Regions from separate parts of the Mus musculus genome. Here region 1 is linked to region 2. Evidence: chromatin contacts called from public promoter capture Hi-C data. All regions are on one chromosome and are shown on one strand. The core of a region is the stretch at or near the end of the contact, and the rest is flanking DNA. Distances in the headings are between cores, read along the strand shown. Region 1 has its middle 21 kb from the start of Gm36495. Region 2 holds the start of Lpin1 (lipin 1).

The links. Promoter capture Hi-C pulls out the DNA fragments that hold promoters and counts their contacts.
Region 1: a contact with region 2 is called in a promoter capture Hi-C map of liver, with 2.6 times the contacts expected there. The contact joins the enhancer-like site here to the promoter of Lpin1 in region 2. A contact is called at or near these places in 2 of 39 promoter capture datasets (both in liver), 2 of 484 Hi-C or Micro-C datasets (erythroblasts and nephron progenitors) and 3 of 115 datasets of contacts at active chromatin or transcription factors (embryonic stem cells, microglia and pancreatic cancer cells).

Annotation. Positions count from the first base shown.
Region 1 is chr12:16,868,791-16,874,702 of GRCm38.p6, forward strand. No RefSeq gene overlaps it. Among named protein-coding and RNA genes, the nearest start is that of Gm36495, 21 kb to the left of the region's middle. Within about 2 kb of position 1,776, at least 212 of the 459 cell types and tissues checked have an H3K27ac peak or open chromatin away from gene starts, as enhancers often do. A contact at or near this core is called in liver, microglia, nephron progenitors and 1 more, where this site is marked.
Region 2 is chr12:16,585,770-16,591,421 of GRCm38.p6, forward strand. It overlaps Lpin1 (lipin 1), which reads right to left and starts at 4,001. Exons shown (of 21, transcript NM_015763.4): 1 at 3,949-4,001.

The DNA of each region.
Region 1 (5,912 bases), core at 526-3,025, 280 kb after region 2:
GCATTTTCAACTTTGACACAGTTCCTTTGGTCACAGCCACGATGTCTCACAATGAAGGGACTAATAGCCCAGGGAGGTAGGAAGGGTAACCAGGAGAGGGAGTGCTCCTAGAAGCAGAACTCCCCAATGAGTCTGAAGCAAGATCCCTGGAGGTAAAGTCTGTTTTGTGAAGACCGGTAGTTTTCTCTTCTAGTCCTAGAAGCTGTGGTGGGCAGGTGAGGGCAGGCGAGGCTGGGAAGAATGAGCAAGTGCAACCTCACTGCCTCGCCTGGATATGTCACGCCTGGAGTGTGGAGTGTGGCGAACCCCTCGAGGCTCAGACAAAGCATCACCAGTAGTCAGTCCACTGTCTCTCTTTGGAATGCGAGTGTCCTGCCTGGTTTGGGCAAGCTGAGCCTCAATAGCTGTTCCTGTCTCTCAGTATTTGGGGGTGGGGCACTGCAATAGGGAAGACTTCCTTCTAGGAGATCTTTGAGCCACCCTGCAAATGGATTCTGTATTCCCCAAGCTCTGCAGACCACCGGGAGGGGCTGGCTGTACAAGTCAAAGCTTGTTCACTGTCACAGTAAGGCCACTCAGGATCTGGCCCACAGCGACCTTTCTTTGTCCCTCCACATAGCTGTTGCTAGAAATTCCCATTAAAATTTTTTTTCCTTCTTAGAATTCTAATAGGGTATTATGTTACATAAATTTAAGCCCCAAGAGAACATGCTGTTTCAAAAAGATAGCAGTGTACATATCAGGAACCCAAGAGCCTCAAGAGTGACTGGAACAAGAAACAGGGAAACTGTCAGAAGTTCTCTGGAGTCTGGGGGTCACTGTGAGCTCTTGCAGACAGGCTCCCAAGGCGTGTTCACATCTGGCCAGCTTAGCTGGCCATGCCTGGCTTGACCAGCTTCCTCTCTCAAGGGCCTGGAAGAAGTGAAGAAACAAATCACAAATCAACAGTCAATAACAAGCGGCTGATTAGCGAGCTTGGCTCCATCTCTGGTCCAGTTTGCTAAAGGGGAGAGAGAGGGGGAGTGGGTGGGGCTGGTTTTGAATTAAGGGAATAAGGGCTGGGGAAAATGTCTCACTTGGTAAGGTGCTTTCCATAAAAGCATGAAGACCCGGGTTCAATTAATAAACTAACAATCTAGGCACGGTATTTCATGCTTGTAATCCCAGTGCTGAAGAGGCAGAGACAGAGAGACTCCTGGAGTCTGCCTGCTGCCTGGTCAGTCTAACCTGCTTGGCAAGCTCCAGGCCAATGAGAGTCTATCTCAAAAAACCAAGGTGGACAGTGCTTGACAAACAACTGAGGGTGTCCCTTGGCCTCTACCCGAGAACAAATGGCATGCACAGGAACGTGAAGGCAATGGAGTCGGGGCACAGACATCCACATTCCTCTAGAAAGGTCTGCTTTCACATAGCAGAGTTGCTGCTATGCTTTATCGTTCCCATGGTAACACCTACCCCTCTGTTTTAAGAGAGACTAGCTGTTGGTCCATAGCACTTGGATTCCTCTTGGGATCTTGGGCGCTGGTTACTTCTGGAAACCCCTCAGAGCCCCAGTAGTTGCAGGAAGAGATACGAGCTCTGCATAGCCTTGCCCAGGACAGCCACGCACCCTCCAGCCAAGTGCAGAGGGTGCCAACTCCACTTCCACACCATGGAGGGGTGCCAGGCAATTCACAGGTCGTCTCTGCAACAGTAACAGTCATAAATACTCAGCTATGAGATGTGCTCTCTTGGCCCTGGGAGGCTTAAATGGGCCTCTTTATTTCCCAGCCTTCCTGCTAAAGCGGGGAGCAGAGCAGAGCTGGGAGGAAGGACATTCCAGAAATGCCACAGAGCCCTCAGTGAGCCTGCTAGAGGAAGCACTTTAGAGAGAGGGAGCTGCAGGAAGGGGCCCAGGCCCCAGGGCCAGTGGCTGCCAGGGTGAGGGGAGGGCCTGGCCTTGCCTTCAGAGAAACCCCTGGGGCCAGGGTAGGGCTAGCTTCTCATCCAGGCCAGTTTTCCACTACGTCACATCGCCTTTGGTTCAAATTGGTGGAATGTTACCACAATATGGCATCTGAGTGAACTCCAAAGATGTCGTGTTGGTCAAAGATCCCTGGGGGAAGTGGCCCGGATTAACTTTAAACCAAATCATTTTCAAACAGTCTCCACCCAGGTCCTGCTTGTTTACTTAGTGGGGGAAATCCGCCTTCTTCGGGCCTGCAGCTGTTGAGTCCACTGGGGGCACAGTGATACAAAAGGAAAGAGAAAGCACTCTGCAAGCAGTGGGTTCCTCCTGACCAACTGACATCTTTTTGTTTTCAAATGGTGGAGCTGGAGGTGGAACCCAGAGCCCCAAGTAAACTATCTGAGTCCTCTCCTTCCAGAAGCATTCCCGGTCTTGAATGGAGGGCTGGGTTAGCTATCACTGGCCACACACAGAGCCTATGCTATTCATCCTGGGGTGATAGCTCCTTGGTAAAGTGCTTGCTTTACAATCATGAGGCCCAGAACCCACATTTAAAAATAAAAGCCACACTTGGGGGTTTATCCTTGTAATCCAGCACTGGGGAGATGGAGAGTCAGCCTGACTGGGGAGCTCTAGACCAAAGAGAGACTCTGCCTCAAAAAAGATAGGTAGACAGTCCCGAGGAATGACAACAGAGATTGCCTGCTATCCTCCACATCTACCTGTATATAAATCCACATGTGTGTATATAAACACACACACACACACACACACACACACACACACACACACACACACACACACAAGCATACAAAGGAATCATAGGTAAGCAAGATAGCTCAGTGAGCAAAGGTGTCATCCACCAAGCCTGACAGCCTGAGTTCAATCGCTGGGCCCCATATGGTAGGAGGAGAACACCAACTCCAGAAAGTTGTTCTCTAAACTTCATGTGCATTTAGATAGATAGATAAGATAAGATAAGATAAGATAAGAACAGAAACGTCATACAACTTTGTTTTATGTTTTGTGGTGCTGGGATCAAGCCACTGGACAATACACTCAACCCCTGACGGGCATTTCTCTGTGACCTCTTTTGGCTTGAGAAAGCCATGGGGCATCTCCTCAGGGAAAGCTTTCCCCAGTTGGAATGATGTAAACACTCATTCATGCATGCACACACACACACACACACACACACACACACACACACACACACACACACACACACATGGGCTGCCCTTTCCTTTAGTCTCAGTAAATTGCATTTTTCACCTAATCTCTGTGTTGGTTTGTAGGAGCTGATGTCCTTTGGACATGAGGCTGAGGTGGAAGACAGCTCTCCCATTTGCAACTTCTTTGTTCCCTGTCAACAAACAGGGTGGGAAATTTGGGCTTACTGTCAGGAGGTCCAAGAATGGGACTCCAGCTTGTGTGGGCCTGTGTCACCTATTTCAGGAATGGGACATCTGAGTCACCATTTAAATTAAACACAGGTGTTCTCACTAGCCCTCACAGACAGCTGAGTAATGTCACTGAGGGGCCCGTCCCACTGGTTCCACTGTCTAAGGGCCCTAGTAAAGACTCTAGGAGGGTCAGAACTGGGGGAAAAAGAACATAGACACTTAGGATGGCATCTCCCAAATCATACCATGGAAAAGACTGAATTGTAGGCATTCTGTGGTAAAGTCCAATTTCAAATTCCGATACAAAGCCAGGTACCGTGATGGATGCTTCTAATCCCAGCACTTGGGAAGCAGAGGCAGGAAGATTGGGAGTTTAAGGCTAACTTCAGTAAGTTTGGAACTAGTCTGAGCTACATAAGACTTTTACATACATCCACACAACACACACACACACACACAAATCCTGATCTTAGAATTTCCTACTCTTTCATATTTAAGGCAGCTCATTTATCTTAATCCTCATAATCTATAAGAACTCAACAATTCACAAACTGCAAGTGAAAGATGGTGACTATTCAATACTTCATATATATGTAGGAGGTATTTAGGCAAAGCATGCACTACTGCTGGTATTTGTTTAATTAACCATTATTATTTCCTTTCTCTCTCTCTCTCTCTCTCTCTCTCTCTCTATTTCTCTCTCTCTCTCTCAGTGTGTGTGTGTGCGCGCGCGCGTGCGTGTGTGTGTGTGTGTGTGTGTGTGTGTGTGTGTATAAAAGTCTCATGTAGCTCAGGCTAGTTCCAAACTTCCTGAAGCTAACATTAAACTCCCGATCCTCCTGCCTACATCTGTGCCCATCTATGTGTATAAGAATGTTTGTGCCACAGTGCGTGTGTAGAAGTCAAAGGACAACTTCTGGGAGTGTCTCTCTCCTTCCACAATGTGGGCTCTGAGGATCAAACCCACCCACATACATCACTACGCTTGGCAGGAAGTGCCCTTAGCTGCTGAGTCATTTCTCAGATCCCTGGAATTCATTCTTGAATTGTCCGTTGGAGCCGTTGTATTTTACAGACCCTGAAGCTGCGTTCAGGAAAACAAGGATTGATTCTTTTACCTTTGAAATTCTCCAAGAACAGGAAAGTGTGTAGGTAGCTGTCACCAAAGTCCCACCAATCAATCTACCTCCACTTGGGACATCACCCCACCTGCGTTCATTTAAATGTCCTGCAGGTCTAGACATATGACCTACATCACAGTCATCAGACTGAGACAGAGCAAGGAGCAGAAACCTGGAAAAACACCCACAGTACTTAAGCTTAAACCTCAGCAGTGCACAGGAATGGAAGTTGGCAAGTAGAAGTCCAAGCAGGTATGAACTGAAGATTCCAGAGGGGTCTAGCAGTGAGGAATGGGGCTCAGAGAAGTCTGCACGAAAGTGTGTCTGCAGGTACGGGAGGGCAATCTCACGCACTCCAGCTTATCAGTGACGTATTGTTGAGGATCATGCAAGCACTAGGCTCCAGGCTGCAGCTACAGTGGAGAGTATGACATGGGGAACAGACTAAGAAGAGCTTCTTACTTGGTTCCATATGGCACTAGGAGTCGGTGCCAATAACAAGAGCACGGAGGATACTCAGGGAAGAGCATGAGGCAATGAAAGCCCAGCTGGATCTGGAGGCTGAGTAGGGGACTCAGCCGGGCCAGAGGAGGAAGAACTACCAACCAAGAGGGTGGTACTTAGAAGACCCAGGGACTCTTGGCTTAAGTGTGGGAGTTGAAGTTTCCAGAAGCCTATAGCTACAGGTGCTGGCATTGCTACAGCAGGACCCAGCAGTAGCCTTTTGGAGCCTGCTTTCTGCAGGTGACAGATACTCACCACTCAGCTAGGCACAATGGAGGAAAGTAAGAAATGCCCCAGGAATGACATCAGGAAAAAAAAAAAAAAAACTAAAACAAAACAAAACAAAAAAACCCACAGGAAGGGTTTCACCATGACAATTTTAGTGCCAAGAGACTTGTTTGCAACTTTGGGCCAATGAAGGAGAAAGCCAAGCCTTTGGTTCGGCTGTCCCCTTGGCAGGCTGGCAGGTAGTGGATCAGATTATATTCCAAAGGTTAACTGCATGACCTCAGTCTTGGCACTGCCTCTGGAGCCAGCAGTGCTTGTGACTCTGCAGTGACGTCTCAGCCTCTGTGGGCCTTTGAAGAAGTCAAAGCCACCTCCCCCCCTTTGGGGGTGCTTCCTGTGTCAAATGCAGTACCTGGCAGAGGACAATACATACCAAGTGCTCACCTTAGAAAGTGAGAGGAAGACACACACACACACTCACACTCACACACACACACACACACACACACACACACATCTTCTGCCCTCTCTTGAGCCTATGAGTAGTTGGAGGTCGTGGCACATTGTGGTTAGAAGAAAACTAAGCTCGTGCTGCGGCCCTCTGCATGCCCAGTCCCAGCTGGATTGCTATCAGTAGCTCAGTACCTGTCCACGTGGGTCACAAGGTTCAGTGGATGTGAGAAAAAGCATCACTGTAAGTTTATGTGC
Region 2 (5,652 bases), core at 2,751-5,250:
ACATGTATACACCCACCCACACACAAACTTTAATGCATGCATATGTACCTGCCCACGCACACATACACATCTGAACACACACATTCGCTGCCCAGGCACACATCTGCATACACAAATATACCCACCAGTGTGCACACATACCCACACACAGAGATACACCCACTTGCACACACACACACAGACCCTTGCACACACATGCACAAAATGAATAATTTTTAAGGCCTTACAGAAGGCCCCGAACAAAAACATTCCATAAATACCCCAATAGTGAGAGTAGACTCACTCAGTGCTCCAGTCATTAACGGGACAAAGTCCCAGAAAGAACTACCCGACTGACACATACTAGCAAACCCCAGCAACTCCTTACCAAGAATTGATTCTACAGATCATGTTCTTAGAGTGTGTGTGTACACACAGGGACATGCGTGCACATGCCACAGCATGTGTGTGGACCTCAGAGGACAACTAGTGGGAATCAGTTCTTTCTTTCCACAGAACTAGCAAGAGTTCGTTCTTTCTTTCCATGAATGTGGGTTCCAGAAATCGGACTCAAGTGAGCCTGTTTGGCAGCCGGCACCTTTACCTGCTGAGCCATCTCACCAGGCCCCAGAAACAACAGGATCTTTGTGAGTAGCAGTGATCACAGACTTGACTGTGATGGGGAAAAGCAGAAATCACTTAGAGACCTGTAAGGCCCTGGATTAATAAATTATGGACCATCCACATTATATATGGAACAGTATGCATCTACTAAGAGTGGAAGGAAGTTGTATGCTCCATAAATATCCACACTCCCAGGGCTGCAGTCAATCGGGTGCACAGGAGACTTTGACTTTTCTATAGACACAAGTATCGCTTTCACATCAGTTGTTAGTGGGGAGTCTGAGAACTCCTGTACACTTGGCCTCAGGGTTGTCATGTCAAAGAAAACTACTCAGCAGAAAAGGGACGTGAAGCAGCTGTCAAAATGGCTCACCAGACAAAGCTACCTGCTGGCAAACCTAAGGACCTGGGTTCAAGCCCTGCAGCCCACTGGCATAAAGGCAGGGGCAGAGAAAAGATTCTATGAAGTTGTCCTCTGTCCTCCACACTCATGCTGTGACATGCTTAAGCTCTCTCTCTCTCTCTCTCTCTCTCTGTCTGCCTCTCTCTTTCTCTCTCTCTCTCTCTCACACACACACACACACACACAGACACACACAAGCTGCGACGTGCATAATCACACACACACACTGATTTCTGAATACTGCTTTTAACAAGGTTCTCATTAGCCTTCATTTTAAAAGAAAGGAAGCCCCAGTAGCAGGGACAACTAGGATCTGATCCCTGCTCTGGGGCTGGAAGGTCTTCTAAGTGACATAAGACTTGTCAGAACTGAGCTCTGGCAACAAGTGGGTATCATAATCCCAGGTAATGAGTGTCCTCAGGTCCCTGCCAAGAAGCACCCAGGGCCTGGCCAGCAGGAGAGAGACACATAGAAGACCCAGTGTGGCCCCTGTACTCTGTGACATTGCCTTGGGTTAGGACTTAGAACCTTACCAGCTCTTAACTATTAGCTCCCTTGCAGAGCTCAGGATCTTTGCTCTCCTTGGAAGCCCCAGTGTCTTTTCACACACTTGTGAGGGCCCTCTGTCCAGATACACAGCTTGGTCTAGAAGACTCTGCCCCTGGGACCTTTGTACATTGCTGTACTTCCCTGCAATCCTGCCTCGGTCGTTAGCAATGGTCACATATCCCCTGCGTTTCCAAGAGAATTGTGGCTCCATTCTGAGCCTGTAGGGTGGGTGATTCAAACAGCACCCACCACCCAGAGGTACTGGGAAGGAGCCTACGAATGGTCTTTCCTCAGTCTACATCCCAGGGAAAGCCTGGGTACTGACCCAACGGTAACAAGCAGCTCCAAAAAATACCGTACTAAGTCTCCTGTAGCAGAGTACTTCATGTGTGTTTAAAGTATGAAGGCTGTACCTACACACACACACACACACACACACACACACACACACACACACACACACACACACATGCAGAGCAGGGGACAGACACTACTGAATCAGATAAATACTGAGATATTGCAAGGATATATTCATGTTTCACAATAAACATAGTTTGAGGCAGGCAGAGTATGGTGGCACACACCCGTGATTCTAGCACCAAGAAGGCTGAGGCAGGATGACCTTGAGTTCCAGACTAGTCTGGGCAAGACAGTCAGGTCAAGAGGACAGCTCCAAGTTCACGTACAAAGACGTCCAAGTGCAGCCAATTCACCCACCAGCCTGCACCACTCCCTTCTGTTTGATTTTCAAAAGGCTCCAGAAACCAAGAACACCAACCCCATACCTAGCTATTCTGAAACAAGATACCTGTGCCCCTAAGCATTCCCACCCGCGTGCTTTTCAAATCAATTTATACCTTTATTGGTCCCTTACAGACCCTGAACCTAAGAGAGAAAAGACACACAAAAAAATGGATTCACAATCTAAGGTGGGGAAAGGGTGTGCCAAGTTATGGACCAGGGGCTAGCCTTGGGTAGCCAGGACCAGCCTAGCCCTATAAAGGGACCTCAGTGGTACCCTGGGCTGCCCCATCAGGGTGTAACAATCCGAAGTTGTAACAACCTGGAGCCTCTCGGTTCATCAGTCTAGTAAACAAAGGGTGGCCTTTCCCTCACTCTAGATAGGGAGGCTCCCAAGTGATGTCTCTGGCCCATGGATTTCCAGCTATCAGTAGTCAGTTGTCTTGCCATCTCCTGACCTTTCCCTCTCTTTAGCCTGAAGCACTGAGAGCAATAGATAAGCAAAGACCCACCCCAGCCTCCCCAGCAGACAGCACCCCACACAGAACAGCAACCAAGGATCCTATCTCCTTCATCTGAACCCCAACTTATCACCCAGGCAACAAGACTGGGCATGTTGTCCCTTTCAATAAAGTGACAAGCATCATAAGAACATTGCTGACTGCCACCTAAAAAGGGTAGAAATCACGTGAGGTGGGACAGCCACCAAGACAAAACCAAGCTCAGCCCCAGGCTTCCCAATCCAACCACCAGGCCCTACACAAGCAGGAATAAGGGCCAAAACACACACCCACACACAAAACCCGTGACAGCAGAAGCGCGCTGTCGGCAAACAGGAAGCTTTGTCAACACAGGGAATCAACACAGTGGGATCTTTCAGCCTTTCTGGGAACACTAGAAAGTCCCCTTAGTGGTGCAGATATTAGTCCTTAACTGCTTTCATTCATAAAACGTATTTTATGGAACAAAGGATAGATAGTATATGTGTGAATCCCCATGGGCCGCTATCCTCTCCTCCTAGAACCGTTACAGTCTTCCCCACAACTTCACTACCCAGTTGGAAGCTTTTTCCCACACGCCCCAGCCCAGCCCAGACCATTGCTTTCCTTCTTGCCTCCTGCCAAGGAGGGTGGGCGTCTGGAGCAACTACTGGCCACACAAATTATCAGCCAGCCACCTTGACTCTGTCCCCTTAATATGACTTAATATTAATACTTAATATGACTTCCAAAGCATTGCTTTCCCTCCCATATTCCCCCCGGCCTTTCCCAGATAAAAGTGCCTGCAGCTACTAAGGGAGCCACAGGCCCAGTGCCCACCAGACTGCAAAGCTGCAGAGAGGCCTGCTGCGAGCTTGATTATCTAAGAATCCCGGTTCCCAGTTCGCTGCCACCCAGCGGAGGCGTGCCCTTGGGCACGAAGGTCAACCTACCAGCCTAGACTCAGTTTCCTTGGCTGCAAAGCCTGAATCCTAAACCCTTTGGGATACGTCTCATCCGGGTCTCGGACCGCCACGGGGTCCCTGCAAGCTTCGACACCCCACGGGAAGGCCTGTGTCACAACACGGCCCACATCGCCTCCCTGCGGGGCCCCACGTCTCAGTAATGGGCTTTGGGGCGCAAGCTGGGCCCCGGGTCCCCATTGCTACTCACCAAGAGGATTCACGAGCAGGCGCGCACGCGTGTGGCTGCCTTTGTATGCAAACAGCGGGCCGGAGCGGCTGTCAGCTAAAGCACGGCAAGGGGCGGGGCCTGAAAGGAGGCGGAGTCTCCGGGGCGACGCCAGGGGACTCTGGAGGAGCGTGCTGCTGGGATGCTTTCAGAGCCCACAGACCCCCCCCCCACCCCACCCCACCTCCCACCTCCCTCTCATATCCCCGCCTCCCCCTTCCCATCCCATCCCTCCCCAGACTGGACTGTCTGCCTTGGCGTTCCAGGGAGTAGGCAGCCAAAGTCTTCTAATTCCACAGCCTGACCCTGTTTTGACCTTATGTCAGTTTACAATTAGTTCTTCCCCTGATGTGCCTGTCACAAGCTAGGGATCAATTCCTAATCTTAGCACTCCCACATCCTGCCTCCCTCCTGGCTAACATTCACCACCAGTCAGCAGAGCCAGGAAGGAATAAATAATAACAGACAATGCCAGGTCTGGGGGTGGAATGGCTCAAGTCAGACCAAGTCACTCTTAAGTGTCACGAGACTACTAGGAGACAAGGACTCCTATATCCCGGGCTTGCCTCAAGCTTTCTATGGGTTCCTGGATGACCCTGCACTTCGGATCTGCCTATCTTACCTCCCAAGTGTTGAGGTTACAGGCAATCCTACCCCCACCATGCCTACTTTATGCGAGCCGGGAATGGACCCCAGAGCTTCACATCCGCTAACTGAGCTACATCCAGGTAATAAATATCAAATTATATATACAACAACCCTCCGAAGAGTCAGTGCTTTCTGGGGGACAGAAGAGCAAAGACCTTGAGGAAGACTGCTGGAGAACATATACCTGGGGTCTCGTAGACCAACAGAGAGAGCCCAAGTATAATGTACCTGTCACCGGAAACTATATGCAGAAATATGAGTCAGAAATGGATGCCAGCCACAAGCAACCCAGGAGAGGGAGGTCAGAATGATGACGGGTGCGTCCCACCTTGAGAAAAACTAGTTCGTGGGGAGGTCCAGGGAGGAGTGGCTTGTGTACCCCAAACTGGTCCTAAAATCTACGAATCTAAAGGTGACCACGAACTTCCAATCCCTCTGCTTTCCGGTTTCTGGAATTACAGGTCCCCACCCCCACCCCCACACTGGGTTTCCGAGGCACTGGAGATCCCTCTCAAGGGATTCTGCCCACCAAGCAAGCTAGGACCCCAGTCCAAGACCAGGCCACCGAAGACCTGCAAGGGAACTGAGCCAGGCTGGGCTGCCTCCACCCCAGTGCTCAGGAGATCAGCACAGGCAGGGTGACTCTGAGCATAAAGACAGAGGTGGAAGCGCTCCAGCTGCACTTGGGGCAACACAAGTAGCCACAAGGGTTGTCTCCGCTGCCCACAAAGTCCTGGGGTTCTGGACCCCAGAATGAAGGCACCCTGCCCCACCTCCATCATCTCCTCCATCCTCCACACCCCCACCCCAAGGCCTTCCAGAAAGCATGTCTTACAGTCTTACATTCTGTCATCTAAATAAGGTCATTTTTATTATTATTATTTTCCAGATTTGAAGCAGGTGGAGGAGAATCTGAACACATAAAGTCCAGCCCAAAGCCCTTACCCCACAAATGAACCTGGGGTCTGGAACCCGCACACACAACCGCAAACGCACCCAGACAGCTCTGAGTAGCAAAGATAGGACCAGCTTTGCCTG